Linked DNA regions of Mus musculus: regions 1 and 2 are each linked to region 3. Evidence: chromatin contacts called from public Hi-C and promoter capture Hi-C data. All regions are on one chromosome and are shown on one strand. The core of a region is the stretch at or near the end of the contact, and the rest is flanking DNA. Distances in the headings are between cores, read along the strand shown. Region 1 holds the start of Atg16l1 (autophagy related 16-like 1 (S. cerevisiae)). Region 2 holds the start of Snorc (secondary ossification center associated regulator of chondrocyte maturation). Region 3 holds the start of Ncl (nucleolin).

Region 1 (3,294 bases), core at 455-2,954, 1.4 Mb before region 3:
ATCAAAACAAAACGAAAATGACTCAAGTTGTCTCCAAGATTATTATAGATGTTGTTTAATGCCCTTATATACACTCTATTTTTATGAAGCAGGCAGGGCATATCTTCACTCCCATTTTAAAGATGCACCAAACTAGAAATGTCTGTAAGGACCTAGTGAGATCTCTGACCCAATCTGTCAGATTTTAACTACATTATCTTTTAAAGAGAAACAAGAACGGAACCCATAAAACGTGTAAACAGATTCCTGGGCTACATTAATAGCCATTGCTCTCCCAGAGTGCAAGGAAGCAACACACCAGAGACAGCGTCCCTTTCCTGCTCTCCTTTTAAAGGGCTAAGTGCTGAGAAAGAGCCATTCCTCAGGAGAGCCAACAAAGGCAAATGCACAAGTGTCTTAAAACCAATGTCTAACCTCAGCCCCAACATTAACCCATACTGCAACTTCATCATCGTTGGCCTTGGTGCTTCATAAAAATTTAACATGAAACAATACATGCCAATTACTTAAAATGCTCAAACGTGTGTGCAAATCGAACCACTCAGGAAGCATAAAAAAAGTATGGGACTATTTTATCTTCTGTCATTTATACTGACTTAATTAGTCTGGAGTGTTTTTGATTGTCAAGTACATCCCCAGATGATTCTAACGTGTAAATAACTACTGATTTATCCCCATCAGAATGCAAATAGCAGTACTACGATTTCAAATCCCACTACCCGCAAAAACTTAGGAAGACTATGCCCAGGCTATCTCAGGAAGCAGATGGAACCTCAGGATCGAGGAGTGTCAACGCATTCGTTCAAATGTGAAACAGATTGGCTAAATTGGGAACACGAGGCACGAAAATGATCGTTGAGAACCCGCCTTAAGAATACAAGATACTTTCGATCCTTAAAATTCGCAAAGAGCGGCGAAGAGACCACTCTTTTTTTCTCACTTAAGGCTTTCAATAATAGCAAATGACCCAGTGGACAAATCCTAAAACTCAAATGTGTACCAACAATATGGAGAGGCCTGAGAAGTCAAAAACCACTAGTTCCACAGCATTCCGAAGAGAACGTCCATCTCTCGAGTTAATGCGTAAAGTCAATCTCTGTCTTGAACTCGATTCCTTAAACACGACGTTTTTGGAGCCTGACTACCTAAGTGCATCGGCGCCGCCTGGGTTATCGAGATTTACAACTGCAAACGATGTCTGTGGAAAGAACCTGGAAAAGGGGAACCCTCCATGATCGCGCCTAAGGTTTAAGCCAAAGAAGGAAGGTAAGCAACGAAAGGGCTCGAGACGTGCGGGACGCCAGGTCCCCGACGAGGCCGCCATGCGCGCGGGCGGAGCCGGGGTTCTCGCTGCCACGGCGCGTTCCACTCCCCGCCCCGGGCCCGCGCGTGCCGCTCACACTGCAGAATGATCTCCTCGAACGCCTGCCTCTGCAGTCGGTCCCGGCGCCTCAGTTCCTCCGCGATGTGACGCTTCCAGCGGGGAAAGTCTGCGGCGCGCAGGCCCGACGACATGCCGAACGCTGCCCCGGCGCCTCAGGGCGGCCGATCCGTGCCGACACTGGGGGGCTGCAGGCTGCAGCGTGCTGCCAGCCGCCAGCGAACAGAAGCCGGCCGCCGGAACCTCACCTTCCCACACAGGGCACCCGGAGGCGATCCGGGAAGATTTTCCGGTCTCTGCCGGAAATTATTCTGGAGAAGGCCGGAAGGCCCGCCTCGTAGCCCGACGTCCTAGGCCGCGCGCAAGCTCCCGGCCGAGACTTCGCGGGACGCTCTCAAATGACGCAACCTTGAAGCCGGAAGCGTCGGTGATGAGAGGCAGCCGCTGGGAGGCACCCTGGCTTCGCGGAAGAAGACAGGAAATGGGGTGGTTTTGTCCGGGGGTGTCTGTTTCCTTCCTCCTTTTACATTGTGTGTGCATCTTTTTTTTTTTTTTTTTTTTTTTTTTTTTAATTTCAGCTCAGAAGTGGGAGCTCCCCTGTGTATAGTGAATGATTGTCGTTGAGTGACAACCTCCCTAAGTATTAGGTGCCTAACCTGTAAAATGGGGGTAGTAATGGTATTTAACCGGAAGGTGAAAAGCCGTGAAATGTAATTTCTCTCTGCTGCATGGCAAAACTGTCTTCACATAGACAACTGCGTCCCTCCAAGACCTACGCAAACTGAATTTTAGCTCATGCCTGTGTGTGCCTTCAAGGCTGATCTCAAACACCTAGACTCAAACCATCTTTTTGGTCTTTTGGTTACTACGCTCTCAAAGGATATGAATCAATTGAGAGACACAGTTTAAAGAGAAATTTAGCAAAGTAAACACGCCAAAGAGAGGAGTGGATTTTTTTTTAAAAGATATCTTTGTTGGGGATTTATTTTTTTTTCTTAATGAAAAGGAGGTGAGTAGCATAATTCATGGAGTAAGGCCACCCATTTCTCTCTCAAAACAAGGAAGATTGGTTCAACCTTTTAGGGTACTTCTGGTTTTCCAGAAAAGCCCACAGGTTGAGGCTGGAGGAATGCAGACTGTAAACTCATACACACACATACTCACACACACACACTCGCCGTGGAGCCTTGGGTAGTATTATTATCACTTTTTTTTTTTTTTTGAGATTCACAATTTTTCTTTATATACATTTCAAATGCTATCCGGAAAGTTCCCTATACCCTCCCCCCGCCCTGCTCCCATACCCACCCACTCCCACTTCTTGGCCCTGGCATTCCCCTGAATTGGGGCAAATAAAGTTTGCAATACCAAGGGGCCTCTCTTCCCAGTGATGGCCGACTAGGCCATCTTCTGCTACATATGCAGCTAGAGATACAAACTCTGGGGGTACTGGTTAGTTCATATTGTTGTTCCACCTATAGGGTTGCAAACCCCTTCAGCTCCTTGTATGCTCTCTCTAGCTTCTCCACTGGGGGCCCTGTGATCCATCTTATAGATGACTGTGAGCATCCACTTCTGTATTTGCCAGGAAGACAGTTATACCAAGGTCCCTTCAGCAAAATCTTGCTAGTGTGTGCAATAGTGTCTGAGTTTGGTGGCTGATTATGGGATGGATCCCCAGGTGGGGTAGTCTCTGGATAGTCCATCCTTTTAGCTCCAAACTTTGTCTCTGTAACTCCTTTCATGGATATTTTGTTCCCTATTTTAAGGAGGAATGAAGTATCCACCTGTTGGTCTTCCCTCTTCTTGATTTTCTTGTGTTTTGCAAATTGTATCTTGGGTATTCTAAGTTTCTGGGCTAATATCCCCTTATCAGTGAGTGCATATCATGTGTGTTCTATAGTGATTGGGTT
Region 2 (3,490 bases), core at 864-3,363, 1.1 Mb before region 3:
TGACACGGTGTCAGTGTCACAAGCTTGGATACCCCAGGCTGTCCCCTTAACCCCACCACCCCAAGCTCCTCTGCCTTTTGGTAAATAAGTTTGTTCAACGGTTGGTCTGACCACAGGCCCCCAGGCCAGGCGCCCATGCTCACAGACGGCCTTTGTGCAGACATGAAGAGCCTTTTCATCCCCACCCTGGCCTCCTGCCCACTCAACCTGGCCTGCTCCCCTACCTCAGTGGCTGTGGCCACCAGCTGAGGCGGGAAGGGTGGCAGGCTGGAGTACCCCAGGAGTACCCCATCTCCTCTTTCCTGCTATGAGACTGCAGCCCAGGAGAGACAGGGCCACAGACCTCGTACACACCTGTGCAGACCTATGCGTCCATGGCTAGTTCTGAGAACCTCCTATCTCCCCACTCCCAGAATAGCCAGAACCCCAAAACCCAAGGTGGGATTTGCATGCTCATGCCTGCTGTGGGCCCGCCTGTTCCTAGGGGAGAAGGAAGTCGTGGAAAAAGAGGGAGGTGAGGTCAGGCGAGGTCTTGGCTATTCCCAAAGCTTCTGTGGGAACAGAAAGCCCACCCACTAGAGTTGTGTATGTATAATCTGACCGGGGCTCTGGCTAGAGGCTTAGGTTGGAAGAAACCTAACAGAAACCTGGACAGGAGCCACTAGGAAGGCTCCAGCTGCAGGGTCCTGCCAGGCAACAGCCTCACTGTGGCAGGAAGCGGTGTGGGTCTCAGCTCCAAGTCCTAGGCAATAGAAAATGCCTCCTCCCACTGTAAGTCCTAACTCAGGGGTACTTCAGGCTACATTACCGAGCACAGCTCCCACTCCAGAAGCTGGGTGTGTCCCAACATATGAGAAGAGATGGTTCTCCCCAAAATCCATTCGGGCTTTGAACCCTGCTCACACTCTGAACACTGAGTGTTGACTGGACATTTGGCCATCCTCAGAGCCCTGCATTGAGCCCTGGTGAGGCCTTAGCATCCCACTATGAGGGAGGCAGCGTAGTGGGTGCCACCTTCTACAGATTAGGAAATGGCCAAGAGAGGTATGAGCCAGGCTGGGCAGAGTCAGGTCTTTAGCTATTTCCTGGGGTGTTGAGGGGAGGTAGAACGGCCCACAGACCACCGTCACCATCCTGGGGTGTGGCCGCGAGTTCCGAGGCTATGCTTCTACCACAGAGGTGACTTCTTTCCTTTGTAGACACACAGACACCCCTAAAGTTCAGGCAGCAATGTTGTAAGACAACCAGGGAACCCAGAGGCCTTTCTGCAGACTACTGAACAACTGCGCGAGATTTATTTTCTCATAATCAAAGCCTATCTGTGCCTATGTCCCTGCTCTGAAGCAGACCCAGAGCAGGCCTGCCATGCAGTGTTTTTTTCAGACCCCAGAGAGGCCACCTAGGGCTCAGTCCAGTTTCCTCACTATCCTGCAAAAGACTCTAAGAAATATTTATCTCTATGGGGACAGCACCTAGGTCGTAAGTCAGAAGGAAAGGGTTTGCAGAATTTAAAGGAATCATGAGTCTCTGGGTTTTCTGCCCAGAGGGTCTCTGGCCTTTAGCCCTTTGCCTTATGTCTGATGAGTCCTCCAGCCTCCCAGGTCCAGAAGTCTCCAGGTGTTCTAGCGGCAAAGTATTACCCCAAGAACATCAGACAGCCAAATGTACCAGACCCTGATACCCAAGTCTTTTTCAATGGCCACCCATCCTGCTGCTAACATACATCATCTTACTCGGTTTCTACCAGCCAGCATTGTGGGAGTCTCCCAGAATCACCACAGCTGGGAATCCCACCTTGTGTGAGGGGCTTGTACCCCATAGGTACTGGAGGATCTGGTCCCAGTGGTAGTTATTGGCCCTGAGAAGTTGGTAGCAGCAGAGCTGAGGGCCTGCGCCCCTTACCTGTGAGCACCGCAGGGGCCAGGACCCCAGAGATGAGCAGCAGCGCCACGCGCAGGGCCAGACAAGATGCCATCCTGGCAGGGAGTGAGCAGTCTTATGGGACACAGAGGACTAGGCGGCTGGGCTCAGGCAGCGGGAAAGAGGCTTCAAAGAGCTGGGAAGGGTTTTCATCAATGCAAACTCTGTCCTCCTGGGACACCGTGCCCGCCCCTCACACATGCACGCGCATGCACACACACACACACACACACACACACACACACACAGAGAGAGAGAGAGAGAGAGAGAGAGAGAGAGAGAGAGAGAGAGAGAGAGAGAGAGCGCACTCAGACAGACCTGCAGTCCTGAACTACCAAACAGCCCCACCCTGGAGAGGAGAGGAGAGGAGAGGAGAGGAGAGGAGAGGAGAGGAGAGGAGAGGAGAGGAGAGGAGAGGAGAGGAGAGGAGAGGAGAGGAGAGGAGAGGAGAGGAGAGGAGAGGAGAGGAGAGGAGAGGAGAGAAAAGGGGAGAGAAAGGGAGAGAAGGGGAGGGGAGGGGAGGGGAGGGGAGGGGAGAGAGAGGGTTCCTTTCCTCTCTCTCTGTCTCTGCCCTGCTCCCCTCCTCTTTCTCTTCTCTGTCTCTCTGTCTCTGTCTCTCTGTCTCACTCTCTCTGTCTCTCTCTCTCTCTCTCTCTCTCTCTCTCTCTCTCTCACACACACACACACACACACACACACATATTCCTGGACTAGTGAAAGTACAAACTTTCCCAGCCTCCCAAGACAGGAGCCTCACCCAGGCACAACAAATGCCTTGAGCCACTGTGCTCAGGACTCTGGGAGACCCTGCTCAGGACCCTTCCACTGGCCCTTACTAAAGCTAAGGTTGTGAGGCATTTTCTATTAAAGCCCCTTGGCCAGCCGCTCTAGGCCCCTTCCAGGAAGGTCTCAATGCACAAGTCCTTCTCCCTGGCTCCCTTGTTCTTGTAGGCACTCTCCACTAATCCAGAGACTCAGTTTCACCTTTAAGCCTGGGCTTGGCTCAGAGTTCAGCTCACTACCTTCCCAACAGGTCTGACCAAGCACATTGGCCTCCTCAGCCTCTGCCTACACCCACAGATGGACTTCAACACACGCGCGCACACACACACACACACACACACACACACACACACACACACACAGGTGTGCTCACCCTGCAAGTTCCCCAAGTCTCTTAAGCCCCTGAGGCTCTGCTACTTCATAGTTTTCCAAACAAAAAGGCAAATTCCCTAGCCAGTCTTCCCTCTGCTTTCCTGCTCTCTCCCTATGTTCCAGCTGCTGGCCCCAACAATAGGGCTCCTGCAGGATACTAGCGTGGCTCCTGCCCCAGGGCCTTTGCACTCTATCTTCTTCCCTAGAAAGTAGTAGCTACACTCATCATCATGTTTCTCCAGGTCTGAGCTTGGTCAGTCAGCCTGTGTCCTGTCGTTGGGTCACTTTAAGGTTCTTCACAGCACTTACATTTTTATGAATTTTCATATCGCTCCCCCTTGTGTGTTCATTTTCAGAAGAGAAGCATGCACACGAGGTGCATGAATCAACCTTTCGTTGCTGTGACAAAGTGCCA
Region 3 (3,677 bases), core at 540-3,039:
CAATATGATATGGTTATATTCAATTATAATTTGTATAAGCATCACACATGGATTAGGTGTTGATTCCACAGAAACACCAAATCCTGCAAGCTGTCCCTGCTGCTGGTGCACTCAAACTTCTGTTCACTCCAGTTAGCAAGTAATTTCCAACACTATCATATGCCAGGCAATGCTTTAGGTACCAAGAATAAAGCAGACAACAGTCTGTGCTGTCTGGGGAAGGGGCAAATGAACAATAAATGGCCAAGAAAAGTACTAGGCAGCTGATATCTGAGAGTGTAACTAACCTTGGGTGCAAGCAGAGGTCTCTTAGTGGCACTGTACACCAGAGGGCTGAGGATAGCCCATACAGATAGATTGGATTGACAAAGGAAGCCATGTCACCCAAGTCATTTCACACTCACAGCTCATCTTCTTGTCTCCTCCCGAATGCCTTTAGCTTGCTCTGCTTGGAAATATCTAGAGTCTTCCTCACACCACCCTTCCTACCTCTCTACCCAAGAGTCTCCCTTGGTTCCATAATATACAGTACAAGGTGTGACCGGTCTCGCTATAAAGACAATGCCCCCACACCACAACTCGGGTTCGCCATCTCCTGCCCTGACAAGAGCGCACTGGTGTGTAGCTGTGGCTGCCCTCCACCGCGTTGGGAAGGCCGTAGTAAGTAAGCATCACACAGTGACTATTTCTACTTATCTCCAAAGGCCCGAGTTCAGATAAAAAAACTTGGGGACTCAACACATCCCACTCGCATTAAAATCTCCCGAGGTTGAAGTCAGGTATGATGGCATATGACTTTAATCACAGCACTAGGGAGGCAGGGGGATCTCTGAGTTCAAGGCCAGCCTGGACTACAGCGTGAGTCCCAGGGCAGCCAGGAATACACAGAGAAAACCTGTCTCATAAAATAACATCTCCTAGGTCGGGCCAGGCGTGCCGATACAGGTCGAGGCTAACATGGTCTACATGTGTGCTCTAGGACAGTAAAGAATAAAGTCCTATCTCAACTCCGGACGAAAACTCCACAGGTCATTTCTAGTGGATGTTGTTAGCTGATGAAGGGCGCCTGTGTGCTATGCTTGGAACCAGTTGGTTGCAATCCATTTAAAGCAACGCCAGACAACTCTCTCGTTCCCCCCGCCATGGAGGGAACCTGTGAGCGTGGTCACAGGCGGGCCGAGTACTTCTCCCCACCACACCAGGAAGTCACCTCTCTGAACCTGGAGTTATACCTACCGCGAGAGGTCACCGACATTACATGGATCGCTTGTGCACTGCTCGTACACACACACACGCACAACTGCTTTTATTAGGAGCTCTCAGGAAAGCGGGGACTCGCATCATAGCCAAGAAGCCGTTCGCGACTCCGCGGAGAACAGGCCGAGGCCCGCTCATCAGCCCGAGGGAACCCTAGGCCTTCCGGCGTTCTTCAGCAGGACCACGCGGCGCGGGGGAAAGCACCGAGAAACGCCCAGACCACCTGAGCATCGCCGCCCATGCTGCCTCGGAACACCTGAGGGAATCCGGGCCACGCCGCCACCTACCCGCGCCTCACACACAAGCCGCGCCAAACTCGCCCGTCCCACTGCGCAGGCGTGGGGAGAGCCCGGCGCTCAGGAGCATTCAAAGGACCCGCACACTGACCAGTCAACGTCCGCCTGGGCCCAAACGAGTCCCGCCCTCAGGAGCAGACGTCAGGCCCCGCCCCTAAGAGCCCCGCCCTCGTCAAGCCTTAGGCCCGCCTCACGCTGCCCCGCGTTAAGGCTCGCGGTTGGCTCCGGGGACGGACGCGAGCTCTGGTTGGTGGAGCCGAAGTCACGAGGACCCCCTTCGTCGCCTTTCCAGAGGCGATTACTGGGCAGGCTCAGTCTTTTGCCTCAGACGCTAGCTGTAGCTGGCAGGCGGTTGTACGTGCTCCAGAGTCGTCGGTACCCGCTACTGCAGTCGCTTTCGTGTGGCTTCCGCTGAGCTCTTCCGAGCTGCTCGCTCTCCACACGCGCCGCCGCCGTAATCCGCCACCATGGTGAAGCTCGCAAAGGTAAGAGGCCTTGGCGCGCCGACGCGGACGACTAGGCCCCTGCTTTCGGAGGGACGCGCGCGCGCCCGCCCGTCCGTCGCGGAGGGGAGGAGGGCTTGCGCGCAATCCCGGGCGCGTTCGAGGGCGCCATGCTGGGGGGGAAAGTCTCGCGCGACTAGCGGGAGGTCTCGCGGTGCTTGCCCTCTGACTTAGGGGGATGAGAAGAGCGGAGGCAGGTTTCCGGGAGGGCGATATCGAGGGTTCGGATGTAGCGGGCGGGAGGGGACGGTGTGAGGAGAGATCGGAGGAGCTGAGAGCGGATAGGGGCACGGCGTGGGAAGAGAGGGCCAACCTTAGGCGGCGAGCGGTCCCGGGGCCCCGCCTCCCCGCGCACGTGCTCTGGTGCGCGGCCCGCCACGTGCTCTGCGGAGCCCCGCACGTGTCGCGCGACCCGGGGCAGTGGGGGAGTGTCTGTAGTACCCCGGAAAGGGGGACGGCAGCGTGGGGATGGATGGGTGGCCCGGCGATCTGCTGTCTCTGCCGGTGACCGGGATGGACACGTGGTGGACCCCTGAGGTGGCGGCGTGGTGACTCCACGTGGTGGGGCTGGAAGCGAGAGAAAGTGGGAAGCAGTTGGGTTACGTGGTGCTGCTTTAAGAGGTGATTTCGAGATACCCCCTTCCCCAGCAAATAACTTAAAGGGATCCCTTTAACTGGGTTTTTTTTTTTTTTTTTTTTTTTTTTTTGTGGAAGATGCCAGAAAATAGATGGCCACGACTAGGAGACTTTATAACCTGTGGCTGTTTCTTGGTGTAGAGTTCTGTCTGCTCAGTTATCTGTGAGAAGGAAAAAAAAATTATGCGCGGTTCGCAGAAAAAACTGCCAGGAGAATGCCATGCCTGGCCAAGAAGAAGTCTTTATGCTTGTGTCCTTTAGTAAGAAAAAGGTGGTGGCCAAAGGCAAAGTGACTGAAAATGCGTGCAATTTTTGTGTGCGTTTGTAGGCTGGCAAAACCCACGGTGAGGCCAAGAAAATGGCTCCTCCTCCAAAGGAGGTGGAAGAGGATAGTGAAGATGAAGAAATGTCAGAAGATGAAGATGACAGCAGTGGAGAAGAGGAGGTAAGAAGCTATTTGCAGCAATAAACCGGTGGAATTGAATGTCTGGAAGTCTTAGAAATACAGGATATGTAGTAAATGGTTGAATGGCAAGCCCCTTCCTCCCTCCCTCCCTCCCTCCCTCCCTCCCTCCCTCCCTCCCTTCCTTCCTTCCTTCCTTCCTTCCTTCCTTCCTTCTGCAAGACAGTCGGCAAAACAGGGGACAGAAACAGGCAGAATTTTGAGTTCCAGGCAAGCAGGGAGTAGTACATAGTGAAACCTTGTCTCAAGACCGTTGTTATGGTCATGCTCAATCAGATTTCTTAGAAAAGCTCAGGTGCTGAGTCCAGTTTTTTTTTTTTTAAAGTATTGAAAGCCATGTCTCCTTATTTCAGGGTTTAATGTTTATCTTTGTGTGTGCGCGCACCCATTAAGCATGCTTGGTACCCTCATACTAGAATGTACTTGGATCCCCTGGAACTGGAGTTAAAGCCACATGTGAATGTTACATGTTACAAGAGTAACACATGTGCTTAACTTTTGAGTCATCTCTCCAGTTCTTGG

Evidence for each region. Promoter capture Hi-C pulls out the DNA fragments that hold promoters and counts their contacts. Hi-C and Micro-C count contacts between places; a contact is called where the count stands out from the background.
Region 1: a contact with region 3 is called in a Hi-C map of B cells, with 7 read pairs. The contact joins the promoter of Atg16l1 here to the promoter of Ncl in region 3. A contact is called at or near these places in 2 of 39 promoter capture datasets (hippocampal neurons and pre-B cells), 3 of 484 Hi-C or Micro-C datasets (B cells, CD8 T cells and muscle stem cells), 2 of 115 datasets of contacts at active chromatin or transcription factors (astrocytes and thymic regulatory T cells) and 2 of 9 other capture datasets (adipose tissue and liver).
Region 2: a contact with region 3 is called in a promoter capture Hi-C map of pre-B cells, with 2.0 times the contacts expected there. The contact joins the promoter of Snorc here to the promoter of Ncl in region 3. A contact is called at or near these places in 2 of 39 promoter capture datasets (liver and pre-B cells).

Annotation. Positions count from the first base shown.
Region 1 is chr1:87,754,421-87,757,714 of GRCm38.p6, reverse strand. It overlaps Atg16l1 (autophagy related 16-like 1 (S. cerevisiae)), which reads right to left and starts at 1,704. Exons shown (of 18, transcript NM_029846.4): 1 at 1,401-1,704. The coding sequence starts at 1,515. It overlaps Gm33517 (predicted gene, 33517), which reads left to right and starts at 1,969. Exons shown (of 4, transcript NR_157047.1): 1 at 1,969-2,390.
Region 2 is chr1:87,468,824-87,472,313 of GRCm38.p6, reverse strand. It overlaps Snorc (secondary ossification center associated regulator of chondrocyte maturation), which reads right to left and starts at 2,113. Exons shown (of 3, transcript NM_028473.2): 1 at 1,903-2,113. The coding sequence starts at 1,975.
Region 3 is chr1:86,357,567-86,361,243 of GRCm38.p6, reverse strand. Ncl (nucleolin) reads left to right here and starts at 1,789. Exons shown (of 14, transcript NM_010880.3): 1 at 1,789-2,038; 2 at 3,021-3,137. The coding sequence starts at 2,021. C130036L24Rik (RIKEN cDNA C130036L24 gene) reads right to left here and starts at 1,660. Exons shown (of 2, transcript NR_015507.3): 1 at 1,237-1,660.